Regions from separate parts of the Mus musculus genome. Here region 2 is linked to region 1. A link is a contact called in public HiChIP or PLAC-seq data. All regions are on one chromosome and are shown on one strand. Each heading gives the region's core, a stretch centred on a gene start, on an enhancer-like site or on the middle of the called end of the contact. The rest is flanking DNA. Distances are from core to core; before and after follow the strand shown.

What was found. HiChIP or PLAC-seq counts read pairs in DNA pulled down with a chosen protein or histone mark.
Region 2: a contact with region 1 is called in an HNF4G HiChIP or PLAC-seq map of pancreatic cancer cells. The contact joins the promoter of Plekho2 here to the promoter of Zfp609 in region 1. A contact is called at or near these places in 8 of 39 promoter capture datasets (3T3-L1-derived adipocytes, the C10 cell line, the SN4741 cell line and 5 more), 3 of 484 Hi-C or Micro-C datasets (CD8 T cells, Th1 cells and embryonic stem cells), 17 of 115 datasets of contacts at active chromatin or transcription factors (the 230-238 cell line, the SCID.adh cell line, cardiomyocytes and 12 more) and 4 of 9 other capture datasets (adipose tissue, liver, macrophages and 1 more).

Annotation. Positions count from the first base shown.
Region 1 is chr9:65,824,443-65,828,959 of GRCm38.p6, forward strand. It overlaps Zfp609 (zinc finger protein 609), which reads right to left and starts at 3,122. Exons shown (of 10, transcript NM_172536.3): 1 at 3,024-3,122. Trip4 (thyroid hormone receptor interactor 4) reads right to left here. Exons shown (of 14, transcript NM_001357872.1): 14 at 4,485-4,517.
Region 2 is chr9:65,577,472-65,581,736 of GRCm38.p6, forward strand. Plekho2 (pleckstrin homology domain containing, family O member 2) reads right to left here and starts at 2,616. Exons shown (of 6, transcript NM_153119.3): 1 at 2,467-2,616. The coding sequence starts at 2,478.

The DNA of each region.
Region 1 (4,517 bases), core at 1,872-4,371:
GTTCTTCTGTTTAACAGAGCAGTCAGTAACTCCTCAACAAGTTAGCCTGTTCCAGGCACTTAGCTGCTAAATGCTAACTATAACACATTAATACAAGGAGCCACATCCACACACACAACATAGTCATAAGCAGTGAGGTGTCTGGTTATAAAGACTTCTCATGAGGAAATATTTCCTACCAAGAACGTGGAGGTGAAGAATTCAGTGGCTTCAGAATCACATTTACTCAAAATGCATCTAAGGGATGCTCACACTCAAAAGTCCAACTCTGAAACTACTAAAGCTAACCGAGGTAAACTTAATGTGAGGGTCTGCTTTCACTGACAACACTCAAGAAAAAAACACCAACAGCCCAAGAAGAAAAAGGCCTTAACTTCAGTTTAACTGGGGCATGCTAAGAAGCCTGGGACACACAGTTAGAAACAGCCTGGGGCACATAATGCTTTTGGTAAGGCTTAAAAACAGTTCTACTATAAAAAAAATTAAGTGTCAAAATAACCTGTTCTCTCCTATTAAAGTCCCACCATCTAAATGCCAGGCCATCATGTAAAGAAACTCAACGATATAAAGGATAATGGAGGGAGAGACCACAGTTAGCATTTCTTGTCTTGTCTTGAAAGACCTTTAACAAAAACCAAAGGGCCCCGTTCGATGATAAACTATAGAAAATGGTTAGATAGCTATTTTATACACTGCATACTGAATACAATCCCCTTTACAGTGAATCTTTTAAAAGATGTCCTTAGGGGGCTGGAGAGATGACTCATTGGTTAAGAGCACTGGCTGCTCTTCCAGAGGTCCTGAGTTCAATTCCCAGCAACCACGTGGCGGCTCACAACCATCTGTAATGGCTATACATAAAATAAGTAGTTCTTTAAAAAAAAAAAAAAAAAGACGTCTTTAAAGTCTTCCATGAAAACATCTTTTCTAGTCCTATCTATAGGTAATTGTTACATTTGTAATTACACTTGTAATACAATTACATTAGCTATAATTGATTATATATGTAATTGATGTGAGAGACTTAATGGTACCAAAATACTGCTTGGAGACTTTCATAACACAGTCAAGGACCTGATTCTTCCTATCCTTCTCTAATACCAGATCCAAAAGATTTTTAGCAGTTCCTCTCTGTGGCAAATTTCTCTCCATAATACCTGAATCATCTTCTCTCATTAAATACTGAATTATAAAAGGCAAGTTTTGTTTTCAAAACTTGTCTTGGGCAAATTGAGCAGCTTTTTGTTGTTGTTATTATTATGTAATTATTCACCAGGAAGTCACCATTTAAAAAGGGAACAGGGTGCAGGGCATAGGTGCATGCCTGTAATTGCTAGCACTGCCCAGGAATGATTTTGAGTTAGAGACCAGCCTGGGCAACTAATGAGTCCCTATTGGGGGAGGGGGCACTTGGTCCTGGACTCCCCTATCTTACTCATATACAGGCCTTTAGTGGTGTTCCTAAGAGAACAAACAAAAATAACTGCAGGAGACTCCCATTTCTATACAGAGACATTTAAATACAATGTTTTATGCAAGTACAGAACCTTCTTCACAGTCACCTTCCTCAAAGGTCTGCCACAAAGCATGAGGGTGGCGTGTCCCAGACGCTATTCCTTCACAACTTAGTTACAGGCTAACCAGAGGCAGGCACAACATGGCTGGCATCCTCTATTCTTCTGAAAAATGTGTGCCAGTGAGCCCTGCATTGTTCCTCACTCAAAAAGAAGAGCCTTTCTGTCTGGCCTCTTCCAATGGCAAGCCCCAGTCTGGAAAAGGAAGAAAATGGCACTGAGGAGCCTGGGAGATGGAGCATATCCAAAGCTCTCAGACAAGACTTGAACCTATGACCTTCACTGTGTACACAATAGGCGAGTGAGAGGGACCGGTTTATCTCTGCTGCAACAGTTCTCAGCCCTGGGGTAGCACTCCCGATAAAATGACACGACTATTGTGTGGCAGCAGAACAGTCATCTCTCACAACAGCCTAAACCAGCACTCCCTCCCCCAAGACAAAGCAGCAGGGGTGAAATTAACTCAAGGCTGCAGAGCAAAGCCTAATACAGAAAAGAGAGGCCTGTGGGGGCTTAGGGACTCTCCTCAACCCCTGGGGCTCTGGACACATGGCTGGAAACAGACAGGCTTTCTCCCCCATCTTTCCCACTCTCATTTAGGTAGGAAGCGGTTTCTGAGAGAATTTAATCATCTGTGATTTGTTCAGAAATATTCCCCCTGAAGGGCTCTGCTCTCTCCACCCTGTGTGAGCCTAATTCCTAGAAGCCGAAATGACTGTTTGCCGCTGCCTGTTTCACAAACACACATTAATTGGTCAGATGTGTCTCCTCCTCCTCAGCCCCAGAGGGAGGAAGGAGAATCTGAACCAAGCAGAGAGATGATCCAACCGTAATTACACATAAAGGGAAAAGAGGGCAGCATGGGGTTTCCAAACAGGACAGGGTCTCAAACCCTCCCGGGGATACAGGGACAGCAGTTTAAAGTCCAGGCCTAGGGATCCCTCCATCTTGAAGAAAAGGACAGGAGTAAAATGTGACCTAAGACTGGAAAGGCGCACACACCCACAACCTACTGCCTGCACGCTCCCAGCCACCTTGCTCTCCTTTCCCGGGTCGCGCACACGTCCTGCTTTCAACCCTCCGCTCCCGACGCTCCCCTGAGTCCCTAACGAGCCCCAGTCGCCCCGGGGCTCCCTCGGCAGAGCCTCCGAAAACTCTCTGGCCTGCCCCTACCACCTGGCCAAATCAGAGACTATCCCGGGCACCGCCACCCTCAGCCCGAACCGCCCGGGCCATGCTTTGAACTTCACCTCAGGCCCCCTCCCCCACCCACGCAACGACCCCGCTTTCCCCGCACACACCTTCCCCTCGCTCCGCCCCGGCCCCCCCAACCCCCACTTCCTCCGCCGGGCGCCGCTGCTCCGGCGCCCTCCGCGCCCCTCGGCGCCGGGCCTCCCCCAGAGTCGCCTCCCCCTCCCAGCCCCGGCTCCACACAAAGCTTAGACTCACCGCGCGGCCGGTCCCGGGAGCCGCCACCTCCGCCCGCCCGGGGCCCCGGGCCGCAGAGCCACCACTGCTACGCGTCCCGGGCCGCCATCTGGGCCGCGGCCCCTCCCCCTCCCCGCCCCGGCTCTCCGCCCCTCCCCGCGCCGCTCCGCCCCGCCTGGCCGGGGCCGCTGTGTCCGGGGCTGCGGGTCCCTCAGCTGCCGCCGCCGCCGCCGCCGCCGCCGCCACCGCCGCCGCCGCCGCCGCGATCCGGGACAACCAGGGCAGCCTGGAAGACCTGGACACTGGATTCTCGTGCTCTCGGATCCGGATTCCGTGCGCTATGGAGTCTGGAGCGGGCGAGTGCACGAGGAAACCCGGAACCTGGATGCAGGAGCTAAGTCCTGGGTCTCTAAATGCGCGGTAGCTGCGAGCCCTGAGAAAAGAATGCTGGAAAACCTGGCGGGCGGGTCGAAACTAAGATAAGCTCAGAAGACCGGGCTGGACAGTTTGAACCCAATGCTCTCTCCTCGTGCAGATTCCTGGCTGGATAAGACTTCTCACCGAAAAGTCTCTGGAGAAGCGTTAGCTCTTAAATACAGATGTTTTCTATCGTGGAAAGAGGAAAGATCATGGGATCTGAACATGAACCTTTCTACAAAGAACAGAAGACAAGTGCACAGCTCTTAACTGTCTCATCCATTTTGCCGCTTAGTTCGGCAAACTATTTTAAGTAAAGAATTTAGGGTGGGGGTTGGGGGGGACAGGACACGTGTCGTGGCGCACGTTTGCAGGTCAGCCGACAATTTGCAGGAGTCGTTCCCTCCACCATTTGGTTTTAGGGATCAAACTTAGATCCTTAGGCTTAGCAGCGCGCATCTTTACCCACTGAGCCATCTCACTGGCCCTCAAACTCCTTTTTTATTCAATGTCTTCAGTTTTTCTTTGATTATCGTTTGTTTTCCTCTAGAGTACCTGTGTCCCTTTCCACCTCAACATCCAGTATCACTAAATCTTACTGCTTTTTAACCTTGAGCCCGTTTCTGCACTCCATCTCACCATTCTGTCACTATAGATTGTGACTTTTAAATCTGTTACCTATCTTAAGGTTGCCCAGCACACCATCTACACAGCAGACATTCTGTTCTTGTGAAATTGAGCCCTCCCACCAGTTGCTTACGAAACTGCTTCATGACCTAAGACTTCCACCTCCTACCATAGCAAACCAATGTTTATCCAATTCTCAAGAACCCCCATCATGCCCTTCCTGTGTCTGAGACCATTTTATTCAGCTATGCAGTTACCTTTATTCTCTTATCCTAAGGGCACTCTTCACTGGTGCCATTCACAGTAGCATGTGACTTAGAGATCGAGTGAGTCATAACTTTGCTATCTTCACAGAAAGAAAAGGAGGGTGGGAGAGCTGACAGCTTAAAGATGAACGCTAAGCCCAAGCCCATCTAGTCTAGGAAAAAGTAATTCCCTCTTGGTCCATAGATAGTTTTATTGGATAGTAAA
Region 2 (4,265 bases), core at 1,366-3,865, 250 kb before region 1:
CCTGGCTCAAAGGATCTTCCAGGCTAATGAAGACAGAACACAGCCTGCCTGTGAGAAGCTTCAGGGGGGCTAGGTGGCTATCTCCCGCTTGAGGGGGCTCTTGTGTGCTGGGAAATTCATGGCTCTTACCCTGAGGGATTTCCCCCATCCCAGCTTTCTGCTGGGACAAGGGCCTGGAGTTGGTGAAGAAGTGCTTTGGGAAGGTAGGTGTTTGTGGAGAATTAAAGGCAAAAAGGTACCAAAGTCTTCCTATCGCCATGGTGCTGGAGAGCTGGCGCAGAGTTAGGAGCGCTAGCTACTTCTTCCAGAGGACCTGGGTTCAAGCTCTGGCTCACAAACATGGTTAACTCCAGTTCCAGGCTATCTGATGCCCTCTTCTGGTCTCCATAGGCAAGTGGTTCACAGAAATGTATACAGGTAAAACACACACACACACACACACACACACACACACACACACACACACACACATATAAAACTTCACATTCTTAACCCCTTTACCACAGAAAGAAAAAGCACAACAGTAAGAACTAGAGCCCAGCCCAGTGTCACAAAACCAGCACTGCCACAGGACACTGCCATGACTGTCTCAGTAAGGATGAGGACAACAGTGGGCAGTCTAGAGTCAGGGAAAGGCATGGCTTTGAGAGGGTAGTGGAGCAGAGCTAAGGTTTCCAACCTTACCCCACAGTCAGCAACCACCACCAGTGATATGTTTGGTTTTCAAAGCTTTTGTACACACATTATCAAATTTCTAGATTCCCCTTCTCATTTTATAACTGGGAAAATGAGGACCAGAAAACGCAGGTAGGCAGATGCTCGAACCCAAACTAGCTCTCCTCCAAGCCTCAGCCTGACAGGGACCAACCATCCTATATCCTATACAGAGGCTAAGGGAGGCTGGCCTCAGGGGTGGCTGGCATCCAGGAAGTGCAAAGCAGGAAGGCTGAAGACAATTATGTGAAGGGAGATGAGGTAGCCTGAGGTCAAGGGCAGATAAGTAACCATGATTAAGAGGTGTTTTAGAGATGGATGGATACAGAGACACAGGCGAACACGTGAACTCTATCAGCAGGAATCGACAAGAGTCAGGGGTACCAAAGAAAGGACAGGCACAGAGATACCCTGACTGTGTGGGTGAGACCTGGGAGTTCAAGGGAGGAAGGAACATGGACAAGACTTTAATGACCCAGATACTTCAGGAGTTTTTGATATCTGGGAGTCACAAAGTAGCCATGTTAGAGATTAGGGACCAGAGGGAGAACAGGGCTGACTTTGCTGAGCCCAGGAAGCCCCAGGAGAACTTCCTTTAACTGGGGACCAAAGCAGATCAGGAGATGGAGTAATTCTGACCCACATCCTCTGGGAGCACGGGGAGGGGCTTTGGACAGAGAGCACAGCCATTGCAGGAGTGGAACCGAGGGCAGGCAGCCGCCATGACAGCAAGGAAAGAAACCACAGCAAAACATAGTGGCCTGACTTTGACCCCTACCTGTACCCACTCTGAGTGCAGGGACCACAGTTAGGTCTAGCGGAGGAGGGTAGGCCCTGTGTTTCATAGAAGAGGAAACCCGGGCTGAGAGGGGAAGTGACTTATCTACCACCTCACAGAAACTCGGGGTCTAGCCTAGAGGGAACAGCCAGCCTTGCAGTGACTCCAGGAAATACGCAAGTGCTCACTGACAGGAATACGGATGGCTGAGCTCACTGAAGGCTCCCCAGCTGGCCTGGGTGGCTACAGGAGGGAAGGCTTCATCTTCTTCCCCGCCCTTCAAGGGATAAGAATGTCTTCTTACTCGTGCAATAAGTGACTGCTGTATACTGAATACTTGGATAACGAGAATGTGGCCAAAATCTAGTTTGTATGCAGAGGGCAGAGGAGGCCCAAGGGACGTTGCTGATCCAGTCCTTGCTACCGGGAGACTCAGTTGACCTGACCCTTCAACTAACATCCTCTGATAGACACAGCTCAAGAGCACTGGGAACTCTGAGATATTTACACAAGGAAGACAAAAGCAATTTCTTCGTTCCTGCCATCAGGCTCCGTTACAATCTCAGATTTCTTGAAAACAGTGACCCAGGACCCTGAAGAACTTCCCTCCCCTAACACACACCTCAGAAGCAGACCTGGCTGAGGCAGGCAAAGAAAGCCAAGAAAGGGTGTAACGGGATTCAAGCACAGCAACCCTGTCTACTTTCAGCAAGTCACCCAACTCTCCAGAGCCTCAGTCTCCCCATCAATCCAATGGGAACCATGACAGGCACTGTTTCCAGTTGGTAAGAAACGCCCAAAACATAACTGAGGATGCTGTCGGCGGGATGCAGACGAGACCTCCATCCCGCCCCTACCCCATTGGTCCAGGTTCTGCTTGAAGGGAAGGACTGTGCAGAAAGACCCGTGGAAGTAGGACGGGCAGCACCCGAGCCCAGCACTCTTGTTCCGTCTGGCCCAGCCCTCGCCCTCACCTCCTCCTCCATGGCGAGTTTGCAAGGTCCGGCGGCTTCGCCGCTTACTGCTGCCCGCGTTGCGCGGGCTCCGCTTGCTCCATCTACGCGCAGCCGGGCGGCGGCTTGCTGTCTTCTGTCCCGCCGGGCGCCCGGGGCCCAAGAAACTTCGGGGGGCGGGGCTGGAGCCGGGGAGGGGCTTCCGGGGGCTGGGGGCGGGGCCAGGGAGGGATACAGCGGCCTCCAAGCCCCCGCCCGCAGCTGGGTGAGGAGCATGGCCGGGTGGGGGGTTCAGGGGCGGGGCCAGGGCGGATCCTGGGCGGGGCCTGTCTTCAGCTCCGGGAATGGACGGAAGAACCTAGGCGGAGCTGAAGTAGCAGGAAGAGGGCGGAGAGAGGTTTCCCGGACCAAAGCAGGGAGAAGGACTGGGAGGGGGTAGAGGCTAGGGAGGTGGGGGATACGGAGGGGGAGGGGGCTTCCGGCCCAGAGGCGGAGGCGAGGGATGCTGGCGGGGTGGGGCAGGGCGGGGGCGGGGCGGGGCGGGGCGGGGGCGCGGCTGACCAAGCAAGCCCGGGAGGCAGTGGGTAGCTGATGCCTTTGAGGTTGCCTAACCCAGTGGGCCTGGGTTGCGGGGGACTGGATCCAGCTGCCAGGGCAGTTCAGAAATGAGTACACAAAGAGGCTCGTCCCCTTTCTTCCCCCAATTTGAAGTAGTGGCTATGGTCTTCGGTCTGTGGAACTTCAGGGTGGGGCCGGCCATGAGCTTGGAATTTATGACCAGAATCAAGTTTGGACTCGGTTCCTTAATAGAGGGTCTCTGAAATCCCAAACTCTGTGCTCTCCTTTCCCTCGTTCAACCCCTTTCTGGTTCTCATGTTGTGAGCCGACTCCATCACCCTAACTCCCTTCGGCCCTGACCTGACCACGTTGCTAGAGAGTGAAGAAACCCTTTAAGTTCTACCATGTACTTTTATTTTTATTTTGAAGAAACAGGCTCGGAGAGTGACTGTCACAGCCAAACCTCCAGCATCCCGCGCGCGCGCGCACACACACACACACACACACACACACACACACTATCTTTCCTAGTCAGGTGTGCTGCATGCTACAGCACCCAGAATTTTGTGCTTGTGGGATAGATTAATGATGATCTGTTTTGACTCTGGGTGACCTAACCTCAGCTACATCAGTTGACCAAACTTCTCTTTCACTGCCCTCTGCTGGCCTTTGGGCTCAGGTCCTTTTCAGTTCAACGTGAAAGAGGATGGAACACACTGCCCCTCGTGCCTGGAACTGGTCCTTACACCTAAAGGGTGGAGAGGGGTTGTGAGATGACCTATTGGTTAGGAACACTTGCTGCTCTTCCAGAGGACCTGGCTTTGATTCTCAGCACCCACATCGTGGCTCACAACTGTCTGGAACTCCAGTTCCAGACGATCCGAGGTTCTCTTCTGGCTTCCTCGTGTACCAGGGATGTAAGTGGTGCACAGACATAACTGCAGAAAAAACACTCATATACATAAAATAATTTTTTTTTTTTTTGGTTTTTCCAGACAGGGTTTCTCTGTGTAGCCCTGGCTGTCCTGGAACTCACTCTGTAGACCAGGCTGGCCTCGAACTCAGAAATTCGCCTGCCTCTGCCTCCTGAGTGCTGGGATTAAAGGTGTGTGCCACCATGCCCGGCAAATTAGTTTTTTTTAAGGATATAGAAAACAGTGTGCCAGGGCCACAGTGTTGAATAACAGTTTCCTCCAAGATTGAAACATTCCATCCTGCACAGAGTTCCTTGGACAGGAAGATAAACAACTCAAAATAAAATC